3 separate regions of the Rattus norvegicus genome follow, and regions 1 and 3 are each linked to region 2. A link is a contact called in public Hi-C data. All regions are on one chromosome and are shown on one strand. The core of a region is the stretch at or near the end of the contact, and the rest is flanking DNA. Distances in the headings are between cores, read along the strand shown. Region 1 has its middle 600 kb from the start of Sox9. Region 2 holds the start of Sox9 (SRY-box transcription factor 9). Region 3 has its middle 700 kb from the start of Sox9.

Region 1 (4,931 bases), core at 767-3,266, 600 kb before region 2:
GGTCAGCTTTGAATAGGTTCCATAGTTCCCTTTAATCCAGGCATATGTTCAGGTTGAACATCAATTAAGCTAAGCCTATAGACACCCTCCACTAAACAGCTACCATGAGTCTTTGTCTTCTTCGTGTCCTCGAGTCGCCACAGTACATGAAACCACTGTCTAGTTTCTGATGTTCCCATTATTCCAGAGAGGCAAAGAAAATATTGTCATAACGTTCAATTAATAAGAAATACCTGTGGCAGGGGAGAAGGCTCAGTTTGTGCCATTACCACAGCGTAAGCTTGAAGGCTCAAGATTGGATCCCTGGTTCGTTCACAGAGCCTTGAGTGGCTACAGGTACCTGTGCGCAGTTATGAGAGGTGGGGTTTGGAAGTCAGAGACAGGAAGATGGCTGGAGCTTGCTGGCCCGCCAGCCTAGCCAAAACATAATAAACTTCCAGAGTCAGAGACGGACTCTGCTTCAAGGGAATAGAGCAGAGATGAACAGAAGAAGGCACCCTACCTCCTGGTCTCTGTAGAGACCGACCTGCTTTCTTCCACCTTTACACCACTATGCGTAAACACACAGGAATGAAATAAAATGAATAAATTATAAATTCTCACATTTAAAAAAATGTGGTGTTAAAGGAAAAAAGAAAACGTTTCCTTACTTAAAGCTGAGGAAGGAGGAGTGAGCCTAATTTGACCAAAACTCCGTCAGTGATATTCCTCTTTCAGTCCCTCATTATTTTGATACTCAAATCCTAGAATGGCATTTAACTACGAAGAGTCCAGCACTGTAACACCGGGTCTGGGTGGCTGTCTTGGGACAGTTCTTGGTATTTATTTTGTTCTGCTGGCTCCCTCCCTGCTTTCTAATCAGACCTCAAATCCCCCCTCCAGAGAATAGAAAGGCAACTTGAAGAAAGACATCATCAATAAGACCTTCAAAAATGATACTACGTACGTTGGTTTATGCTGTTTCTTGCTGGCCATCCTTGTCCAAGTCTCTTCAACCCTGTATGGCTTTCCCCACATCTTGGGTGATAATTTTACTTCTGGTTTTGTTTTGTTTTGTTTTTCTCAATACTTCATCTGATGCCACAAATCCCCGACACAAGGTAAGCTCTGACTTCTTTCTATATTTTATTGCCACAAATTAACGATACTTTCACTAAATAATTCAACACATTAAGTGATTAATACTTATCTTTTACAACATTGCCAGGAGAGTTAAATTAAGTGCCATCTTGGAAGTGGTGGTTACTGTCATTGGAAAAGGTGTACATCACCTTTTAGAAAGCCCCAAGATTATTTTTTTCCTCTGCTATTTACTGACCAGTGACCCAGAGCATACTTCTTGTCTTTATGTTTTGGAAGAAATGGGAAGAAGAATAAAAGTAACTCTTAAGTGTATAATGGATGACTAGATAAGGTACTCATGTGATTTTTTTTCTGGACAAATTAACATACTCCCTGAGTGTAAATGTCAATGCTTCTCTGAAATTCCTTCTTTCTCTGAAGCTGCCTAAGTACTCCACTCTCAGTAATTAATCACAGCTTGTTGATTGACACTGCTGCAAGCATGGCTTTCTTTGCCCTTTCTGTCTCCCTGAACATCTTCTTATCTTCAAAAGGTAGCCTGGCTCTCTGTAGGTCAGATCCTTCACAGAGAAACAGGTGATGTTGGTTGGAGAGGTTGAATGCCTGAGACAGCACGTAGCATTCGGAAACAGAATGGGAGAGGCCACCGAAAGGATCCTACCAACCGGAGTAGAAACGCGTCACCACAAGGAGCTATTTTGGGATACCAGGGCCAGAGAAATAGTGTGCAGCCAAAAATGGATAGCATGCTGTCAGCTTCGCCTTTTAATAATAAAATAATTGAAGAGTTGATGCAGTTAGGGGCCTTTTAAGAGCTCTAATGGGATGCTTGCTTCCATGAGAAGAGGAAGGAGCTCTAGAGGAAGAATCACCCTGTGTCTTTTCTCTGGACTTTTTTCAGATCTTTCCTCTCTCCTTCCTGTTCTCCCGGGCAAGGTTTTTCTACAACATCCCCTAGAGGGCGCAGTGACTCTCTTCCTCTTGTGTTCCCGGTTAGAGACCCTGGGCAAATAGAAAGTGAATGTGTTCTAAGCAAACTAGGTTCAACTAGTCCCCCATGCAGCCGTTAACAAGCCAGACTCAAGCCCAGCTTGATAGCTTCAGTAACTGGCACAAAGTGCCTACTACGTGCATAACTTTTTCTGTTGGCACCATCTTTCAGTTTAGACACATTAATAAATTCCATCTCCAGGCTTCACTGTCCAAAGGATCACTCCCAGAATAGTAGGTCGACTGGAATTTTAACATGGACTCTGTGTTATCTCATTTAAAATCAATTTCATCTGTCTCCCTCCCTAGATCAAAGAGGGTTTAAAATGTATCCTACTTTCTCACGACAGCCTATTAATCTTAATGTAAATGGTTCAAAGTGTCTGTGGTAAGATTGCTCTGTATTTGCCATTCCTCATATGATGTTTAAAGTACATCGTTAAGGTAGGGTGTGGCCCTGTGTTTAGAACTTCTCAGGTCCAAACAGAAAGATTGTGAGTTCAAGGTAGCATGGCTATCTAACAAGACCCATTCTCAAAATAAAACAAACAGAATAACGTATCCTTTCAATACCGGCATTTATTCTTTACTGGTAGAATATCTCCATGTAATAAAAGTAATGCTGAGGAGTACCTGAGGTGTGTTTGGTTATTCCAAAACATTGAGAATATTAGTCTACCTCTCAGAAGATTGTCCTGAAAGCAGATGGGACCATTTACATAAAATACTTGGCACAAAGCTTGTCAAAGTCACATAGTAAACAATTGGTAAGTACTAGCTGTTTTAGCATAGCTTGTGGCATGACTCTAAAACTGTTTGACAAAGGATAGCTTTGTATCAGTGCATTACATAACCATTTTAATTGTTGTCACCTTTTGGAGGTCAGTACTGACTTAGTGCATATAATTCACATGTGAGGAATGACTAGAAAAATGGTTGAAATCATACAGACTTTTCGCTTAGTTTGACTGAATCAGTTAGTAACCTAGAGGCTGAGATATTGTATGTAGTTCCTTCCATTTTAGTAACACCAGAATAATAGGTTTGGTGAAGAAGATTTCACACCTTCCCTGAGTATTCACTTGGATTCTCTTTCCTTACACAGAATCAAGATCATCCCTTGATCTTGATTAACATAACAATATCCAAAGCATTCAAAAAAATTTACAGAAAGCCCTAAGTAACCAAGGCTGTCTTCAATTCACTCTGTCAAGGATGACCATGAACTTCTTATCTTCCAGCTTCCGTCTCCCACATGAAGGGATTACAGGTGTCTACAATGATGCCCAATTCTTAAAGAGCTGGGATAAATCCCAGGGCTTCCTGAATGCTAGGCAATCACCCTTCTAAGTGAGCTATACCCCCAACCACTCAAAACCTCTTATTTATCTCAATCATTCAATTAGGATCAAAGGTCATGGAAGTTGGGATTCCGGGGACAGCCTTAACGTTGGGTCTGCAAGCTTCTCCACTATCCTACTGTGGTGACAGGGATTGACACTGGGACTCAGGCCATTGACCTCTGCTACCTGGTATTTCCATGACTAAATATATCTTGGTCCATCTAGGCATACATGTCACCAACTAAGTTTATTTAAGGTTACTCATGTGTGCATGGGGTTGGGGTTGACCATGTAGGATCTGGAACGGTAAAAGGGGGCTCATCCCAGGGGAAGACTGATTCTCTCTCTCTTAGCAGCTATCGTAATCACCCATAGCTCTTCATGGGTGACGTGTTTGTGATTTTTTTTTCCCCCATCTGTGCTGCCTGGACAACTGCAGGTCTATAGCTCTTGTCTAGGCAACCATATCGTTGAGATTTATACTTGGTGAAGTTTCCAGGTAAACTCATGAATTTGAGAGAGGGCACAGGAGGAGTTGGAGGGAGGGAAGGATGGGAGGGAGGGAAGGATGGGAGGGAGACAGAGAGGAGCTGAATGATATAACTACAGTATCCACCTGTGCATGGAGTTTCCAAAAGTAATACATTTAAATGTATTAAGGGCTCGTGGCTAAAATCTGGCAGCAATAGGGCAGGGTATCAATGCCTTCCAAGTTACATTTAAAAACTTGCCAGGTGATCAGGCATGTGGGATGATGTCACAGGTGAGGCAGGTACAAGATAGAAGGAGGCCTGTCATTGGACGAGAAGGAAGGATGGGCGGGGAGAGAAGTTTGAAGGAAGAGGAGAAGACTGGAATGGAAAGGAGGAAGAGACAGGAGGGAGAGGGAGAGAAGCCGTGGCAGGACAAAATGGCGGGTGACGTTAAGATTCCATGCTGTGTATTTACAGGTTGTTATGAGTGTTCTTAAGGGGTGGATGTATACTGGGCTTTGTATGTTTAGGTGGGCAATTATATCTTATCAATTGGGTCAAAGGTTATTGTGTTGTGTGCTCTTTTATGTGTAGATTTAAGTGTAAAGGAGTGTGGGGCGGCTGGTCTGGGCCACCACAGAGTTGGGATGTGTGTTTCTGGCATGGAAACCTGCCTTGGGAACTAGATAGGCAGAGAGATTGCTGCCAGGCTCAGAGAGAGGCCTTTGACAATGTGATATGGGATGGAGCAGAGCAGGTGAGACGCTTTGCTGACTGAGACTTAAGCTATCTAGCAGATATAATGAGGCACCGCAGTGCAGGACCTAGTGGGGATAGAAGACAGAATTTTTATTTTTTTATATTTTTACGACAATACAGGTATGAGTTGCAGTACTGTTTAACTACTTCTATCCAATTAGACCTGCAACCCTGACCACTTAGTCATGCTCTTCTCCTCCTATCCCCGGTCAGTACCTCTCTCAACCTTTGAAGTACAGATACACGCCCACGGGCACAAGTGTGTCTGTGACCCTCTCTTCTT
Region 2 (4,651 bases), core at 1,769-4,268:
GGGAGATTGGGCCCTGTACCGCTGGAGAGAGAAAAGGTGGGGGGATCCCAGATGAGGACTTCCCAATAACTTCTCTTGGGATCCACCTCAACTTTTCCATCCCTCACACCCAGGAGACTGCAGACCCCACAGCATCCACCTCCAGAGAGGAGGTTCTGGCTAGAACAGAGCAGCAGCCTCTTGCTGGGTCAGTAATCTAAACACAGTCCGCACCAGGGTGCTTCCCCTTCCTCAAGCTGAGGTCCACTGGCCTGAGGAATGCCAGATTCTGCCAGAATCAAGTCAGGAAGAGGCCTGGGTGACAGAAAAAGTCAAGTCACAGTGGACTAAGCCCCTGAAGGGCTTCTGGGAGTGGGCTTTTCACGTTCAGCCACTCTTAAACTGAGGTGCCTGACAGACAGCCTTCGCCTGATCATGGCACACAAGATAACTCTTGGCACCTGGAGAATAAGGGGCACCACACACACACACCCGCGCCCCTCAACTCTCACTCTCCAGGTTGTAAATGAGAAAGCCTGGGCATCTGCAGTGCCTTCCCCGCCCCCAACTCCCTGTAGACAAGCACTTCCCTGGTCCCCTGAACGAGGCTGCACGCAGTCGAATCCTCACAGGAAAGAATAGGAGTTGGAATTCCGGTAGAGATAAGTCTCCTCCTGGAAAGACCACTGACTGCGAGCAACGCACCACTGCCACCTCCCCCACCCCGGGGCCCCTGCCCGTTCACCGCAAGGAAAGTTTTCCAGCAGTTTCTCAAAAGTTCCAGACAGTTTCTGGGCTTTTGGCGCCCCCTCTGGATGTTGCCGAAAATTGCAGTGCAATTTTCATTTCAACTTGTTTAAAAAGTTAACACCCCCCCCCAAAAAAAAGACTCAAGAATATAAAAACGCTTGCGTGGAGGCATAGAAACATGTAAGACGTTTCATGATTTAAAATGTCGTAGCACATTACATCTCTGCATATGTTGTATTAAGGGTAAATGTAAGTATTCATGAACAAATACTCAATAAAATATTTCAAAATGCCTTATAAGGCCACTGTCGTTCTCGCTGCCTTTAGAAAACGTGGTAATTACAACAAATTACAACTCGCTGGTTTAATACATCTGACAGTGGTCCCTGGTCTCTTCAATCGGTTTGAGGATCACATAAATACCTTCATCCCAGAGCACAGAAAATCCGCCCCCCAACTCTGAAAAAAAAAGATATATTTTCTTACACATTGTGAGATACGAATAGATGGCTATTGTCTGTACGTCTCTTAAGCTCGTAAACAGACTATAGGGTGGTAGTGACACAATGCGAGTAACATTCGTTTGAAAAGAAACCCGACCGAACCGAGTCGTAGCTTACTGTTTTCCCGAGTTCCTTTCCCTAAATAACAAATGTCCACTTCGGAAGAAAACGAAGGGGAACGAGCTTTTCAAAAGCACCCCGAAGAAAAAATTCGTTTATATCTAAGTGTCCACACTTAGCAAATTGGAGGGTAGGAACCTGTCTTCGCTAGAACACAGGCCGGTTCACTTTATCAATAATTTAATAAGTCCAAAGCGAAGTTTTGCAAGAATCAGAAAGGGGTGCTTAAATGAATTTGTTTATCTTTTTTTTTTTACACCGTTGTGAGTTTGTTTGTGGTTCCGAGGGCATGTCGCCCGATGGCAACTAAGATTTTTTTATTCGTTCCAGAAAAGATAATTCCTCCCTTATCCAACTTTGCTCTAAGAGTTTGAATAAACACGGATCTTCGGCTCCAAGCACTCTTAAAGTACAACGGACACCTACGTGGCCTCCCCCAGAACGCCCACCTGTGTGCAGGTCTAAAAGGACGCGACTAAAGTTCAGACGCCTAGCGCTTCGCCTTCCCAGGTTATCTGGTAAAGGAAGGCCCAAGCGAGGGAGTCACAAGGCTCCGCCAAAGTGGCCCGTTTTGTCTGGAGTCTCCAGTCCAAGTCAAGGGCCTTCTCGGCCTCACCGTCCTGCGCTGCCACCTTTGCAAACTTCACTCTCAACACCGGAGCAGTTTTTGCAAACTCCAGTAGCGAACCTGATGGTGTTTGTGACTCAGCCAGGAGGCTAGAAACAAAACTCTAAAGTAATAATCCTGACTCCAAGGGGCGTCAGAGTGCTGGAGGGGCCGGGGAAGGACTTGTCAGTTCAAGGTCGGCGTGGCCCAAGGGACCGGCCGCTAGAGCCCGGGACTGCGCGGTCCCCGCCGCCAGCTTTCGCCGGTGCTTGGCTTTGGTTTTCATTGATTCCCACTGCGAGAGCGCAGCAGAATCTCCAGCCACCACCACACCGGCCTCGGTGAACCAGAGCGCGTTAATCTATTTATATGGATTATTACAGAGAACAGCGGGCGTTGAGTCACCCAAACATTTGCTTCCAAAAGACAATTTCTAAGCACTTTTTGGGAAGCCGGCAGACTCCAGGCGCAGAAGCTGAGCTCCGCTTTGACGAGCAGCTGTTGCAATTTCCATTGCTGTAAACGCCAGCAAAGTCCCGGGTACCACGGAGACAGCATCGAAAAAGTAGTGGACTGTGGTGGGGGGGGGGGCGGGAGGGATAGTGGGAGGGGGGTCCTAGTCTAGACATGCGCGCGTACACACACACACACACACACACACACACACACACACACACACACACACAAGGAGACCGTTCCAAAACTGTGACATTCGGAGAGTAGAGAGCAAACTTACACACTCGGACGTCCCGGGTCCCCCGCCTGCCCCGCGCCCCCCCCCCCAAGTCCCCTCACCCCACCATCCCCATCCACCCTCCGGCTGAGCTTCCCTCCCCTCTCCTCCCCTCGAGTCTCGTCACCCAACCCGGAGCCACAATCCTCCCCCCACCCTTTCAAAATCCGGTCCAATCAGCGACTTGCCAACCCTGATGACTGCCGAGCCGTGATTGGTCCGAGGTCTCTAAGGTGAAGGGGGAGTATTTATTAAAGAGACTCTGGGCTGGGAGCCGGAGAGCTGAGAGCGTTGCTCGGAACTGTCTGGAAACTTCAGTGGGAGCGACAACTTTACCAGTTTCGGTCCAGGAACTTTTCTTTGCAAAAGAGACGGGGTGCAAGTAGCCCTGGTTTCGTTCTCTGTTTTCCCTCCCTCCTCCTCCGCTCCGATTCGCCTTCCCCGGGTTTGGAGCGGGCAACTGAGCACTGGCCACCCAGCGCCTCTGCTAAGTGCTCGCCGCCGCAGCCGGGTGACGCGCCAACCTCCCCGGGAGCCGTTCGCTCGGCGTCCGCGTCCGGGCAGCTGAGGGAAGAGGAGCCCCAGCAGCCGCGGCTTCTCTCCTTTCCCGGCCACCCGCCCCCTGCCCCGGGCTCGCGTATGAATCTCCTGGACCCCTTCATGAAGATGACCGACGAGCAGGAGAAGGGCTTGTCTGGCGCCCCCAGCCCCACCATGTCGGAGGACTCGGCTGGTTCGCCCTGCCCCTCGGGCTCAGGCTCCGACACGGAGAACACACGGCCCCAGGAGAACACGTTCCCCAAGGGCGAGCCGGATCTGAAGAAGGAGAGCGAGGAAGATAAATTCCCAGTGTGCATCCGCGAGGCGGTCAGCCAGGTGCTGAAGGGCTACGACTGGACCCTGGTGCCCATGCCGGTGCGCGTCAACGGCTCCAGCAAGAACAAGCCACACGTCAAGCGGCCCATGAACGCCTTCATGGTGTGGGCGCAGGCTGCGCGCAGGAAGCTGGCAGACCAGTACCCGCATCTGCACAACGCGGAGCTCAGCAAGACTCTGGGCAAGCTCTGGAGGTGAGCGCGCGGGCTGCCACGGAGGGCTCAGTGGCTACCCGGGACGCGGGCTGCACTTACCGACCCCGCCCCGCCTCCCTGAGTTGTGCATCCTGGGGTCTTCGGTCCAGGATGCAGGGCGGGGAGGGCGGGGAGGGCAGGGAGGGCTGGGGGGGGGGGGACGCAGCTCAAAGTTTGAGAAAGTTCTTGGGATTGCTCTTAGCGATGGCGGGGAGTTGGGGGGTGCGCGGTGGAGAGTGGCGTGAATGTAGGAATGTAGTGGGGAGTGAGGGGGTGTGCCACCCCGGTCCTCCTTGAAAGGAACAATTAGAGGAAGCAAGCCCACCTCCCCCCCCCCCCCGGCCAACTGCGCTCTTTCCTGGGAAGACCGAGTGAAGGGAAAGTGTAACTGAGACCGGAGTAGACCCAGGCAAGAATTGGGGAAAGCTACTGAGAACTGGTAGGGGCGTGGATCGACAGAGCGAGCTTCTTGCAATTTAAGTGGGTTTTCGGAAAGTTTTTACTGCGTGTTGGGAGGGGTGGACCGCTCCGGTAGCAAAGGCGTTTAGAGCAGCCTCAGCAGGGAGCTATTTTCGTCTACTGGGCTTCCAAAATAGGAGGCCCGGGAGGGGGCGGGGCGGGGCGAGGAGTGACCGCTCAGGTCGACTCCGAATACTTTTTTAAAAAAAGAAAGAAAAAGAAAGAAAAAAAAGTTCTGAGTCTCCGAGGAGGATGGAAAGCAGACAGAAGGGAGGAGGGGTATTGCGCGAAGGAGGGGTGGGGACCTGACAGCTCCCAGGGTTTCATTGACCCCCCCTCCCTCTTTACTTCTGCCCCCCCAGACTGCTGAACGAGAGCGAGAAGAGACCCTTCGTGGAGGAGGCGGAGCGGCTGCGCGTGCAGCACAAGA
Region 3 (4,483 bases), core at 1,683-4,182, 690 kb before region 2:
CAGAGAGAGACAGAGAGAGAGAGAAAGAGAGAGAGAGAGAGACTAATACAGGTCTCTGGGTTGTTTATTTTTCTGCCAGCTGCAACACGCTACCCTCACAGGGGATCACCTAAAACCAGTTATGGTTTAGGTTGAAGGGGGGATGTCAAACTTAAGCTGCAGGCTTGGCCTCTCTCAATGAATTACGACCTTGTCAAGAACCTTTTTTTTTTAAATCAATGCAGGTTTTCTATCAAATCAAATACCTGCACACTAAATTATGTTTTTGGTGCCAGGCTGGCTCTTGAAAGAAAAAAAAAAAACTCCCCTTTGCTGGTTTTTCCAGCCTCCTCCCCTTTTTTACTATGATACAGGCAGTTTTTGTTCCTAAGAAGCAGCGGCGAAGCAAACTGTGTACTTCGTGAGAACACGTGGTGGATAATTGTCTTTTCCACCCTGTGTGCAGGGAGCACCACTGTCGGCCATCTTTCTCCAAGGCTTGGTTGGCAGACTTGCCCCAAGAGATTGCCCAAAGGTGTTCTGGGATCTTCAACCCAGTTGCAGAGGATATACAAGTCCTTTCAGGAGAGAAATGCTCCTTTTTCAAATTTAAAGACATCATTACCTAGTGTGATTATGGCGGATGTAGTCAACTCCTAACTCGGAGAATGGGGAGGGGGAGTTAAACTTCGATACTCCTCTTTGAACTGCACTTTTTGAGATACACCCCCCCCCAATAAGACTGGATCCATGCAAATAGATTTTGAAGAGAGTAGGAATCCTTGAGTTTTCCCTCCCTTTCTTTTTTTCCTCAGCTCTCTTTTCTTCTTATATCTTCCCATTTCCTTCTCCCTCCCCACCTTTCTCTAGTTATTCCTTTTCAGCAAAAAAAAAAAAGAAAAAAGAAAGAAAACTTAGATTTATGTCCATTTCAGCCACATACTCAGTAAGACTCAAACATGCTTGTGTGCATATCTGTGTGTGTACATGTCTGTGTGTGTGCATGTCTGTGTGTGTGTGTGTGTGTGTGTATGTGTGTGTGTATGGGAGGTGCCTGTGCTTGTGTGCATGCATATGCATATTTCTGTATACATATGTGTGCATGTGCTTGTGAGTGTACGTGTGTGTGCGTGTGTGTATGTTTTTAAGGAAGAAAACTAATTTGAACAGGGATGTTAGGGGGACCTGAGAGGCTTTGGATGACAAGAAGGGGTAGATAGAATGAAAATGCATAACTCACATATGAAATTCTCAATTAAACAGCGATTTTTTTAAAAGGAAGGGAACCTGGGTTAGGGAGACGAGATGGTTTAGTTGGTAAAGTACTTGTCTTTTAAGCAAGAAGATTCAAGTTCCATTTCTCAGAAAAAAAAATTTTTTTACACAACTAGGTGTGGTGGTAAGCTACAGTTATACCAGTGCTTGGGGGGAAGGGGCAGAGATGTGTGGATCCCTGGGGAATGCTGACTAGACAGCCTGATCTCTGTGGAGAGTGTCTGACCAGGGAGAGATCCAGTTTCATAAAGAATGTAGAGAGTGTCTGAGGAACATCAGCCAAAGAGATGCCTTCTAGCTGTCACACACACACACACACACACACACACACACTCACATACACATACATTCACACACACTCACATACTCATACATTCACACACATACAAACATACACACACATACCAACATGCATACACACACGCACACACAAACACACATATACACACACTCACAGCACACACACACTCATATACAGACTCACACACATACACACATATACACACATATACACACATACACACATATAGACACTCACACACACATACACACATATACATACACACATATATACACACTCACACATATACACACACATACACTCATATACACACTCACACACATGCATACACACACTCACACACATATACACACTCACACACATATACACACACTCACACACACATACATACACATACATAAACACACACACACCACATAGACACACATACACACATATACAGGCTCACACACACATATACACATATATACACACTCACACACATATACACACTCACACACATACACACACTCACACACACATACACACTCACACATGCACACACAGACACACACAAACAAACACACGTCAATATGCATATACACACCCAAAAAAGAAATCAAAGAAAAACTTTCCTGCTCCCAGCTTGTCAGCTCAGGTCCCTCCTGATGAGTAGAATATCTAATTGTTGAGCTTACTTTGTATCCTAAACTGATTTGAGACCCAACTGCCTGCCCCTCACCTTCCCAAGCCAGTCAGTTGAGTTGAGGTCGCTTGCCTATAAATGGGACAAAGTATATTTTACCACAGGGGTATCTTTGCGTCAGCATCCATATACGGCAAAGCCACAGAGGCCGGTTGCTCAGAGTTGGCACCGAGGTGGTCCTTTCACATGGCCCCGAAGTCTTTATTTGATGGTTTTCCAATTAAATGCTACTACGTATACTTCAGGGCATATATAACGAATCCTCAGATGAATTGCAAACTATTTTTCAGTAGCAGCTGGGGTAGGTAAAACACTGACAGAAAAACCCCAAGCAGCTGTGTCCGAGTTGTCTAAACTCAAATAAAATACTTTCTGGTTGGAATCCGACGTTCTGATAGGCTCTCGTGGTAACGGTGTGGTCTTCCTTTGAGCTCTCTGGCCAGGGCTCCTGTCTCAGCTCTGTCCACCTGCTCCAGTAGGAAGACTTTGATCACAGGTTACCTTTCATGTAAAAGGCATGTTTAGAGGTAGCTAGGATGATCCTAGAAGAGAAAACAGGGAAGAATATTTTATAATATAAAGTTAAGGCACACACGTTCGGCAGATGCACTAGAGGTCATGTTCCTGCTTACATCATCCTTAAAGGCTCAATCCAATTGGACAAATCCTTCACTCAGTTCTTACTGTAGGAGAGCTCCTGATCCCAGCTGTGACAGGATGCCCATATGAGTAGGATCCTGGTTCCTAAGCAGAGAAAGACACGAGGCAACAGAAGAGAGAAAATAGAGACTATATAGAGACAGGGACTATATAGGATACACACGTTGATGGGAATAACACGTTCAGAGTCACAAGTCTTAACCCTTAGTTCTTGAGAAAAGTTATTTCCATGACCCCTTGAAACTTTGCCTATTCTGCTTTGGGCAAAGTCAACATTGGTCTTAATTTCCGAGATAGACTTTCATTGTTTAAATGAGTCCTTAAATTCCATTCTCTCGGCTTCAGTGAGTCACTCAGGAATGCCAGTAAGACCTAAACCACGCTGATAAGAGCACTGAGCACAGAATGCAACCAGAGTTGATTCCAAAATCAAGAGGCCTAGAGTTTGTGTACTGTGAGTTCGAAGAGCAGCACTTTTCCAAAGCGATCAGTGGTTAAGAGTGAAAGTGATTTCATGAAACCCAGGAGAAAGGTCCAAGGCTGAAGAAGCCTCTTCCTGGGGACAGACCTGGATGTCTGTGTCCCCGGGGAAGTATGTCCATCCAGGCACATGCTCCTTGTATCCCAGCAGGGATTGAATGCTACATCTTAGCGATGTACTATGGTAGGTAAAGCAGGAAGCCACCCTTGAAGTCCTGGAATTAAAGTAAAGCATACACTGTCACATCTCTCTGCTTCTCATGAACAGCTCAAAGCTCTAGGACCACAACAGAGCCAAAGGTGCAAATTATAAAGATATCGAGCCTCTGATAGACACTCTGACTTCAGATTGGCCCTTGAAGGCGAATCAGAGTTCCCTGGCACTCAGCAGAGTGGATACCGTGACTTATCAAAGTGAGTATGTTAGCCTACTGGACACAGGGAGGAGCTGGCAATTCAGGGGAAGGCGCAAGGGTGGCTTGATGGTTGGCCAGCGATTTGTAGGGGGAAGAGAGAGCAACATCAACAACAACAAGGTAATGTTAGTCGAGATGCCCTGATGTATACAATATCCAAACCTCTGAGCAAAATAAACAGAGGAACCGTGAACAAACGATCTCTGGGGTGAAACCATTCCAGGCCAAATAAACACCTACAAGAATTAATTTACAGAAAACCGGGCATGCTCAACACGTCTCTGATGTATGTCGTGAACATAGCCATTTGGCATCGTAGCAATAAACTCTGAAAGTCCCAAAAGGGGCCATCACAGATAAACACGGAGAAATTGGCAGATTTGAGAGCCAGGATTTGGGTTTTGTACTCCCTGACGCCTGGAGCCACCTGAGTATCAGACTATTTCGATTCCAGCCCCACTAACTTAAGTAGAGACACTTACAACTTGCCTTTGCTCCAGACCTGCTATCACAGACCTGCCCGCTCTCTACTGCCAGGCACACTCATGACAGTTCACACCCGCCTTTCTTCCTGGCTACCACCATCTTGAAAGTCCTAACAGGTTTTCAACGAGACCCCAACATTTTTTACTTTATATTCTAACTCTAAAAGTGAAAACATCAGTGCCTCGTTAAAGGAAGAAAAGT

What was found. Hi-C and Micro-C count contacts between places; a contact is called where the count stands out from the background.
Region 1: a contact with region 2 is called in a Hi-C map of the A7r5 cell line, with 13 times the contacts expected there. The contact joins the enhancer-like site here to the promoter of Sox9 in region 2. A contact is called at or near these places in 9 of 12 Hi-C or Micro-C datasets (the A7r5 cell line, Schwann cells, hepatocytes and 5 more) and 1 of 1 datasets of contacts at active chromatin or transcription factors (oligodendrocytes).
Region 3: a contact with region 2 is called in a Hi-C map of the A7r5 cell line, with 11 times the contacts expected there. The contact joins the enhancer-like site here to the promoter of Sox9 in region 2. A contact is called at or near these places in 2 of 12 Hi-C or Micro-C datasets (the A7r5 cell line and Schwann cells).

What each region holds. Positions count from the first base shown.
Region 1 is chr10:97,703,540-97,708,470 of GRCr8, forward strand. No RefSeq gene overlaps it. Among named protein-coding and RNA genes, the nearest start is that of Sox9, 600 kb to the right of the region's middle. Within about 2 kb of position 2,017, at least 1 of the 93 cell types and tissues checked has an H3K27ac peak or open chromatin away from gene starts, as enhancers often do. A contact at or near this core is called in the A7r5 cell line, where this site is marked.
Region 2 is chr10:98,302,726-98,307,376 of GRCr8, forward strand. It overlaps Sox9 (SRY-box transcription factor 9), which reads left to right and starts at 3,019. Exons shown (of 3, transcript NM_080403.2): 1 at 3,019-3,762; 2 at 4,584-4,651. The coding sequence starts at 3,332.
Region 3 is chr10:97,608,264-97,612,746 of GRCr8, forward strand. No RefSeq gene overlaps it. Among named protein-coding and RNA genes, the nearest start is that of Sox9, 700 kb to the right of the region's middle. Within about 2 kb of position 2,933, at least 3 of the 93 cell types and tissues checked have an H3K27ac peak or open chromatin away from gene starts, as enhancers often do. A contact at or near this core is called in the A7r5 cell line, where this site is marked.